3 separate regions of the Mus musculus genome follow, and regions 2 and 3 are each linked to region 1. The links are chromatin contacts, called in public promoter capture Hi-C maps. All regions are on one chromosome and are shown on one strand. Each heading gives the region's core, a stretch centred on a gene start, on an enhancer-like site or on the middle of the called end of the contact. The rest is flanking DNA. Distances are from core to core; before and after follow the strand shown.

What was found. Promoter capture Hi-C pulls out the DNA fragments that hold promoters and counts their contacts. Capture Hi-C pulls out chosen DNA fragments and counts their contacts.
Region 2: a contact with region 1 is called in a promoter capture Hi-C map of liver, with 2.9 times the contacts expected there. The contact joins two enhancer-like sites. A contact is called at or near these places in 3 of 39 promoter capture datasets (the HPC-7 cell line, cranial neural crest and liver), 5 of 484 Hi-C or Micro-C datasets (B cells, the Ba/F3 cell line, the G1E-ER4 cell line and 2 more), 5 of 115 datasets of contacts at active chromatin or transcription factors (bone marrow-derived dendritic cells, bone marrow-derived macrophages, double positive thymocytes and 2 more) and 4 of 9 other capture datasets (adipose tissue, liver, macrophages and 1 more).
Region 3: a contact with region 1 is called in a promoter capture Hi-C map of pancreatic islet. The contact joins two enhancer-like sites. A contact is called at or near these places in 1 of 39 promoter capture datasets (liver), 2 of 115 datasets of contacts at active chromatin or transcription factors (bone marrow-derived macrophages and pancreatic cancer cells) and 2 of 9 other capture datasets (adipose tissue and pancreatic islet).

The regions. Positions count from the first base shown.
Region 1 is chr17:45,583,925-45,586,689 of GRCm38.p6, reverse strand. It overlaps Slc29a1 (solute carrier family 29 (nucleoside transporters), member 1), which reads left to right. Exons shown (of 14, transcript NM_001357771.2): 13 at 385-596; 14 at 908-1,490. The coding sequence ends at 1,019. Among named protein-coding and RNA genes, the nearest start is that of Slc29a1, 10 kb to the left of the region's middle. Within about 2 kb of position 1,324, at least 225 of the 459 cell types and tissues checked have an H3K27ac peak or open chromatin away from gene starts, as enhancers often do. A contact at or near this core is called in adipose tissue, liver, pancreatic cancer cells and 1 more, where this site is marked.
Region 2 is chr17:46,055,253-46,058,017 of GRCm38.p6, reverse strand. No RefSeq gene overlaps it. Among named protein-coding and RNA genes, the nearest start is that of Vegfa, 24 kb to the right of the region's middle. Within about 2 kb of position 1,432, at least 18 of the 459 cell types and tissues checked have an H3K27ac peak or open chromatin away from gene starts, as enhancers often do. A contact at or near this core is called in adipose tissue and liver, where this site is marked.
Region 3 is chr17:46,002,987-46,005,751 of GRCm38.p6, reverse strand. No RefSeq gene overlaps it. Among named protein-coding and RNA genes, the nearest start is that of Vegfa, 28 kb to the left of the region's middle. Within about 2 kb of position 1,336, at least 72 of the 459 cell types and tissues checked have an H3K27ac peak or open chromatin away from gene starts, as enhancers often do. A contact at or near this core is called in adipose tissue, liver, pancreatic cancer cells and 1 more, where this site is marked.

The DNA.
Region 1 (2,765 bases), core at 75-2,574:
GACTTTCAAATTATGTGTGTGTGCATGTGAATGCAATGCCCACAGAGGCCAGAAGAGGGCACCAGATCCCCTGGAGCTGGAGTTAGAGGAGCTTGTGAGGACTGGAAACTAAACCTGGGTCTTCCGCAAGAGCAGGACTCTTAACTATTGAGCCATTCCTGGCCCATGCGTACAGTTCTTAGGTGTGTAGCCTGGCAGAGGTGTGCATGTCATGGCTCCCACCTAGATGGAAAGATACATCTCGACATATCATAGGCACCACTGCGCCCCTAGCAATCAGCACCCCCAAAGGCACCCAGGCCTAGTGGTTTTATCCAAGTCCCCAGGGGCCCCAGGAGACCGGGAGGACTGACATGCGTGCTGAAGCCTTGCCTGTGTCCGCAGCCTGGCCAGGATAGCCGCTGGCTGCCGGTTTTGGTCGCCTCGAGGATTGTGTTTATTCCCCTGCTGATGCTCTGCAACGTGAAGGCTCGCCACTGCGGCGCGCAGCGGCACCACTTCGTCTTTAAGCATGACGCCTGGTTCATCGCCTTCATGGCTGCCTTTGCCTTCTCCAATGGCTACCTCGCCAGCCTCTGCATGTGCTTCGGGCCCAAGTGAGTCGGGCCATGAGGGGATTTGGTGACATCAGGCAGGACTTACAGGGAGATGGCAGTAGGAGAGTCCCTCCCCATCTCATAGCTGCACGGAGTTGGAGTTGCTGGGGGGTTTTAAGGGGCAGTGGAGGTAAGGGCTTGCTAATGTGCTCCTGCTGAGCTGTGTGGGAAGGGATTAAGACAGGGTGGAGGATGGTCCCTAGACACAGTCTCCCAAGAAGTGGGCTGGGATTGGGAGTGTTGGAAGGTTTGGGGGTGGGGGGACAGGGCTGGGCTCAGCTTGCCTAAGATTACCCTGCCTTTCCTTTTAGGAAAGTCAAACCAGCTGAGGCGGAGACAGCAGGAAACATCATGTCCTTCTTTCTGTGTCTGGGCCTGGCTCTGGGAGCTGTGTTGTCCTTCTTGTTAAGGGCACTTGTGTGACCCTGTGGGGACAGAAGAACTACACTGCCTGCTTCCTGCTCACTTCCTTCCCTGCCAGGGACGAGCAGGGGTCGAGAGGGGCTGTTCTTCTAGCTGACTTCTGCTTTCCTCTGGACTGTGCTTCGCCCAGCTGTCCAGGAGCCAGCGATGGCCTGCGGGTGGACTTGGAATTCAGGGTCAGAATGGCAAGGGCTCAATGGCCTCTGACTGACAGCTCCGACTGATGCCCGCTTACTCCAAGCACAAGAGACTCCAGGGCCAAGAGAGATCTGTCCGCCTGCCTATCACAGGATAGGGCGGAGGCGGATGGCTGATTGGTGTCGTGTGACCTGATGTCCCTCCCCTTGCCCTTCTTCCTTCTGTGCCTGTTCCATGTCCCCAGCCCTTGTCATTTTACTGCCTTTTTTATACTGACAGAAACCAGGTGCCTTCAGAGGCCATCTGATTAAATAAACATTTTTTTTCTCCATAGCTCTGTGCATCCTTCCAAGGTTTAACTAACTCCTTGGAGAGGAGAGAAGGCTGGCAGCCTGAGTCTAGGTTTCTGCAATGACCCAAGCCTGGGCCTGGGTATAAGGGGGAGGATGCAGTCCTTCAGTCTCAGAGGGGCTGCAGCGCCCCCTACTGGGGACACAGGGAAGAGACAGGCCTGGAGCCAAGACGCCACCCAGACTGTGGCCCAGATTTAGAAAGATGTAGCCCGAGTGGTCTTCACATTCCATAAGTACCTGAAGGTGGCCTTGAACCGCTTCCTATGTGCTGGTACTGCAGCTGTGTACCACCATGTCCTGGATCTAGGGATCAAGTCCAGGGCTTTGTGCATGCTAGGCAAGCGCTCTGCTAGCCGAGCTATGCCCCAGCCCCTCTTTCTCATTTCAAGGGCCTGGAAATGGAGGCAGCTTTGTCTTCCCCGCTACCTTCCCCTCCCCCACCACGCTGTCCTCAGCTCCTGGAATGAACTCTGCCAAACTGGCCAGCCCCACCCCCAGCTCCTGGCCATACTCCCACATCCCTGGGCAGGAAAAGGCTGAGGCCTGGGCTCTCCCTTACCTTGGCTCCAGGCCCTGACACCAAAGCCCAGGCTGCCAGACTTCCTGGAGAACAACGGGCCTATGTGTCCTCATGTTGGCGTTGGACCTCCCCGTTCTTCAGCCATACTGTGGTCTGAGGAAGGGTGTGTTGGTATGGGATGTGAGACTCCCTCGGTGGAGGGGGCGCTGATGCTCCAGCTCAGGACTGACTGGAACTGAGAGGAACACTCTGGTCCTAAGTGCCCCTTGTCCCCAGCCCTGGGAGACAGAAGCTTTTGCCCCGCCCCATCTCCCAAGCCCCCTCCCCCAAGGCTGCATGTTCTCTCATCCTCTACCAGCTGATGGCTACAGGGGTGGCCCTACTGTTGGGACTTCCTTTTTTCACAGAAATTTCATTTAAACTAGTGGTTCTCAAACTTCCTAGTGCTTCAACACTTTTAACACAGTTCCTCATGGGGTGAGCCCCAACCATAAAATTATTTTCGTTGCTGTTTCATAACTGCAATTCTGCTGCTGTTATGAGTCGTTCTATAAATATCTGTTTTCCCATGGTCTTGGGTGACCCCTGTGAAAGGGTCCTTAGACCCACCCCAAAGGGGTCACAATCCACAGGTGGAGAACTGATTTAAACAAAGGCTTCAGACTTTCGTGAGAAGTAGTGTATTTTCTTTTGTTTTTGTTTTTTTTATTGAGACAGAGTTTCTCTCTAACCTTG
Region 2 (2,765 bases), core at 183-2,682, 470 kb before region 1:
ATTTGAGACTAGTCTGAAATACGTGAGACTGTGGGGGAGGGGGAGCTGGCTAATGTGATGCACACACCTCAAAGTACAGAACTCTGGAGTCAGAGGCAGGCTGATCTTGGAATTCCAGGTCAACCTGGTCTCCATAGTGACACATTCTAAGCCAGTCAGGGCTATATAGTGGGACCCTATCTAAATCCCTCCCCCACAAAAAATCAAAACCAAATCAAACCAAACCAAAACTCAAAAGCAAGCAAAACCCCAAACCATTAGAAAACAAAAACAATTAGAGAGAACATGAGAGAGAGAGAGAGAGAGAGAGGGAGAGAGAGAGAGCTTCAACCTCAAGACTCAGTCTTACACTTGAGTTCTACCCTTCAGCCTTTCAAGAGTAGCCTAAGGATCAAGATTCCTCTAAGATCAAGAAGCAGACTCCCTGGGAGTGAGTGACACCCAGCAAGTTGCTTCTCTGGACCCCAGTTTCCCCTTTGATAGCTTATGTTGCAATCTGTATAGCAACTAAGATAGTTCTGGGCTGGGGATGCTGGGCTGGGCGTAGGAGCACTAGATTGGCTCTTGGCCCACTTCTGCATCCCTGGGCAGGTGAGGAAGGAAAATAGCCGAGAAATCCACCTGTAGGCCTCTGGTGTTAGACAGGCTGCAGGGCCAGGCTCCAGGGCTGAAGGCTGAGTGGGGATTCTGTGCGGCTCTGGAAGAGCATGGTTTCATAGCCCTGGAGGCCACAGTATGTGTGTGTGTGTGTGTGTGTGTGTGTGTGTTGGAGGGGGGTGGCAAACTGTTCTTTTAGGCTCCCATTTGCACCCTAGCAGGGTCTAGTAGTTAACCTCCCAAGGCAGGGAGTGGGCAGGAAGGACCAAGGCAGCATGGGCTGAAGTGCATCTCCCTACCCAGGTCTAAAGAAAGCTTCCTTTCCTAGTCCTTGAACCCTAGTCTTGGACCTTGTTAAGGAAGACACTAATCCTAAAGGATAAGGAAGGACTCGCATCCCCTAAATAAAGAGGCCCCACCCCCAGGTCAGGCTAGGAGGGACAAGGCATTATCTCTCTGAGTTTAGGCATCTGTTGTAGTGGTCGGCGAACGTTTATGAGCCCCTCAGATTCCAGGACAAATGTATAGGAAGTAGAAGACAGGCCTTTAACTGGATGAATGAGTCCTGGGAAAAGAGGGCAAAGAGAAGGAGGTGGTGGCAATCTCTGACCAAGTAGGAGAGTCCCTGGCACAAGCCACTTCTCCCTTCCTCTTACCCCCTTGCCCCTGGAGATCCCCTGCCTCCTGGTGGGGCCCAGAGGGCAGGTTCAGGGAACTGCTCAGCCCGGGGTGGGTCACATAGGGCTTCAGAGATCGGCTTCCTTAGCTTTACACTGGGGCTGGCATTTTAAGCCTTTGCCCTGCCTGGGCCAGCCGGAGGGCAGAGGGCAAGGCCAATGGGGGCATGTTTTGGCAGGTAAACACAGCCTAAGTTGGAAGAGGCTAGGCCGGCATTTGTGCTGGGTTTACAATTGGCTCCTAGTTAGCCCGGATGGCTGGTCGCCGAGTGACTGAAGCCAGCCAGCATGTTTCCATTGGCCTGAGGTTCCTGGAGAGGAGTGGGGCAATCCTCCCCTTCCCTTTCACCTCTATTCCCCCTGGGGGCTGCAGGGAATGGCTTCTCCCTGGGTTCTTCCTTCTCTAACGAGAAGGGCTTCAGTGGAGGCTCACAGTTTCCTTTGCTTCCATCAGCCCGGGTTTGGGGCTGGCTGTGCTAGGCTTGGGCTGTGGCAGAGCTCTGGGGAGGAAAGGGCCTCTTCCCCAGAAAACTCTCAGATTGATGGATGACACATGCTCTACACCCCGGTGCCCCCACAAACTTGAAATCCACAATACAGGTTCCATGTGTCACCCACTGTCAGTTGAAAAAGCATAGTTAGTTTGCCTAGATGGTATATTTTATCCAAACCAGATGCAGGCTGCCTAACTAAACTATGACACAGTGCCTTCTTGTTACTGGTTGCAAGGGACATCCTGATTTCAGAGATGTGGGAGAATGTGAAAAATGTGTGTCAGAGAATCGAACTAAAGTTAAAAACATTTTCATCAGCGTCTCTCTTGTACACATTCCTCCCTCCCTGCAGCCAATGCTGTTTACTTAGAACACTTGACGTTATTAGACGTGCAGAGCCAGCAATGCGGTTCCTGGTACATGAGGAACTTGGTTCATTGAATGTCAACTCTTAAGCAAAATTATTTACGCATATACATCTGTGTTTGTGTCCGCATATGCATACATGCATGTGAGTGCTCTTGAAGACTGGAGCTGTCGCACTGCCTGACATAGGGAATGGGAACCAAGCTCTGGCCCTCGGGAAGAGCAGCACGTGCTCTTAATTGCTGAGCCTCCCCTTCGCGTATGGATTCATGGCTACCACAGTTTTTGGTACATAGATTTCATATGCACATGAAAGTCTGTTGGTGTGTTACTTGTTTTGTTTTTGTTGTTGTTGTTTTGTTTTTGAGACAGGGTTTCTCTGTGTTGCCCTGGCTGTCCTGGAACTCACTTTGTAGACCAGGCTGGCCTCGAACTTAGAAATCTGCCTGCCTCTGCCTCCCAAGTGCTTGGATTAAAGGCATGCGCCACCATGCCACCATGCCCGGCATGTTTTTTGTTTTTTGTTTTTTTTTTTTAAATCATCAACCTGACACAAACCGGAATAGCATAGGAAGAGGAAATTTCAGGTGAAGAATTACTTCCATTGGATCGGCTGTGCTTGTGTGTGTGT
Region 3 (2,765 bases), core at 87-2,586, 420 kb before region 1:
GGCTGCGCCAGTCTGGCTTTACCAGTAATCACACTGGATTGAGAAACCAGTACTGAGGCCAAGTGGAGAAACACACTCCCTCCCTAGCTTTCTCAACTGCCTTGCACCCTGGGAGGGCCTTAACCCCTTCCTGAGAGACAGAGGAGACAGTACAGAGCATGAGCTCTGGGGACTGGCTAAATGGACCAGGGGTTCCCTTTTTACTGTGAGAGTCTGCTGTGGGGACATAGCCTGTCTTAGGGAACCCTGGTCTGAGGGAGACTTACCCCCATCTTTAGGGAGTCCACATCAAAAGGCCCTGTCCTCAAGAAGCCCAGTCAGGTGGCCCCAGTGGAACTTCATCTTGGTCTGTCCCAGGAGGTGGTTGCTCTAGTGGGACCCTGCCTTGGCGAAACGTCTTCCAGGACCCCGATCTCTTTGCCCTGTGCTGCCTGACTGCAGTTAGATGTGTGGTAATGTCCCTGGGGGTGGGGAGGTGGGGGACACGTCCCCAGACTGTTTGGTTGGTTTTGGAGGAGTGGTGATATCTAAGGGTGGAGGGCGGATGCTTCCATCTTTCGCTCTCTACTTCCCTTCTGCCATCACGTTCCTGGGTTTATTGTCCCTGACAGATTACGGGTGTGTAAACACCTTATTAAAATCCCTGCTTAGGGGCGGAGAGATGGCTTAGTGGGTAAAGGTACCAGTTCTCACTAAGTCTGATGATCTGAATTTGATCCCACAACCCACATAATAGGAGAGAACTGCACAAGCGTGTGTGTGTGTGTGTGTGTGTGTGTGTACGCGCGCACGTACACGTGTGCTCATTCTCTCTTGAGTGCAAGCAAGCACATGTATGCACACATACACATGCACACACACATATATATAAATAAGTATAATTTAAATAAGCCTCAGTTTAGATTAAGGACTAGAAAGGATTTTAGCAATTTGAGTTGCAGATCAGGGAGGATGGAGGCCCAGAGAGAGAGAGAGAGAGAGAGAGAGAGAGAGAGAGAGAGAGAGAGAGAGTGTGTGTGTGTGTGTGTGGTCACATGGCCAGTGACAGAGGTAACAGAGTTCAGCCCCACCCTGGTAGGCGGGACTTTTGAAGACTTGGGATGTGGGGTCATCTAACACATCCCACATGCGTGGGTGGCAGGTACCCAAGGCATGCAGTGATGGGTGGGTACATCTGTACTAGGTGCTCGGTAGGAAGCTGTGCGTTCACGTGAGTTTTACCTTGAGAGATCTGCTCTTCTTATATCTGACTGTGGGGGAAGGGAAGGCCAGGTCTGCACCAGGGACATCAGGCTGGTCTTATCCCATTCAGGGCTGAGTCCACTTGGCCCATCCCTCTTGAGCCAAGGGTAGAGGGCAATGAGTCACAGATGACTCAGGTGCTGGAGGCCACAGCCACGCGTGGCACGTGACAGCGGAAGGCAGCCAGATCTGTTCCCGGACAGACAGGTGACCCAGGAAGCTGACACGGAGCTTTTGTTCCTAGAGAACGGGAAGAACTATTTGCAGGCTGGAGTGGGGTGACAAACAGCACAAGCTTGCCTATCTGCCAGAGCTATGACAAATGGTCTAGCTGGGCTGTTCCTCCTGCAAGTGGGAAGACATTGTCCTGACCAAACGTCCTCCTCAGACATACAGGGCTAAGGTCACCACCGTGGAAAAGCATTTTTTTTTTCTCACATTGGTTCAGGTAGAGAGTGCAAAGCCTTGTCCTACTGGTTGATTCCCAGACCTGACCTGGAAGAAACAGCATCTTGCATACGGTCAACATCCTGGGTTCAAATCCCCTGTGTGTCCTGGACGGCATCATTTCCTGTTGGAAGTGATGGAAACTTTAACACCCCGGGAGATCCCTTTCAGCTGCTCTCACATGGGAGAGCATTGGAGCCCGGGCTGGAGCCTCCACAATGTCCTCTGCCTCCTCCTTGCTTGAGGTGAGGCATCAGGATGGTGCTGGGAGCAGAGCCAGTGTTGGCCCTGCAGGGGCGTGGCCTAAGGTCCCGTCCACCTGCAACCCAGGATGATTACAGGGTGAGCCGCTGGGACCAGACACTGTAATCTGCATCTCTCCTCTTGGCAGGCCCAGTGACTTCTTTCCGTCCAGTTCACTTTTTTTTTTTTTTCTGAGAGTGCTTGAAAACTGGGGCCGTCCCACTCTGTGGGGTGAAGCTGAAGGCAAATGGAGAGCTGGGACAAGCAGGAATGGAGATGGGGAGAAAGCCAGGGAGTGGAGGGGAGCGGGGAGAGAGGCCTAGACCTCAGAAGGCTCGGCCCTATCTGGCAGACGGGAAAAAGAGGAGCATCCCCCATCCCTGTGCTCCCAGCCCAGCCTAGCTAGACCTTGCTGTCATCCCTCCTTAGATAGCTACCTGTGTCTTATCACTTCCTATCATGAAGAATGGGAGAGTCACATTGGGTCACCTTATATCTCAAATCCTGGTGATTTTTCTTGTCCCCCCTCCTCCGGGAGGAAAAAGCTAAATTCTTATAATGGTGATCTCAAGACCCCCAACATGATCCCTTCCAAGAGCAACAAGTCCAGTCTACAGGCAGCTGCCATGCTCCTGCCCCAGGATCTTTGCACACTGTTTCCCTTGGCCTAGGATGTTCTATGTGTATCTGCAGGACCTATTTCCTCATCTTCAAGTATTTGCTCACATGTCACCTTAGAGTGAGGCTGACCCTGGGCACATCTATGCTCGTGCTTGAGTGTGTGTGCACATGTGCATGCGTGTGTGCATGTGTGTATATGTGTGCAAGCCACG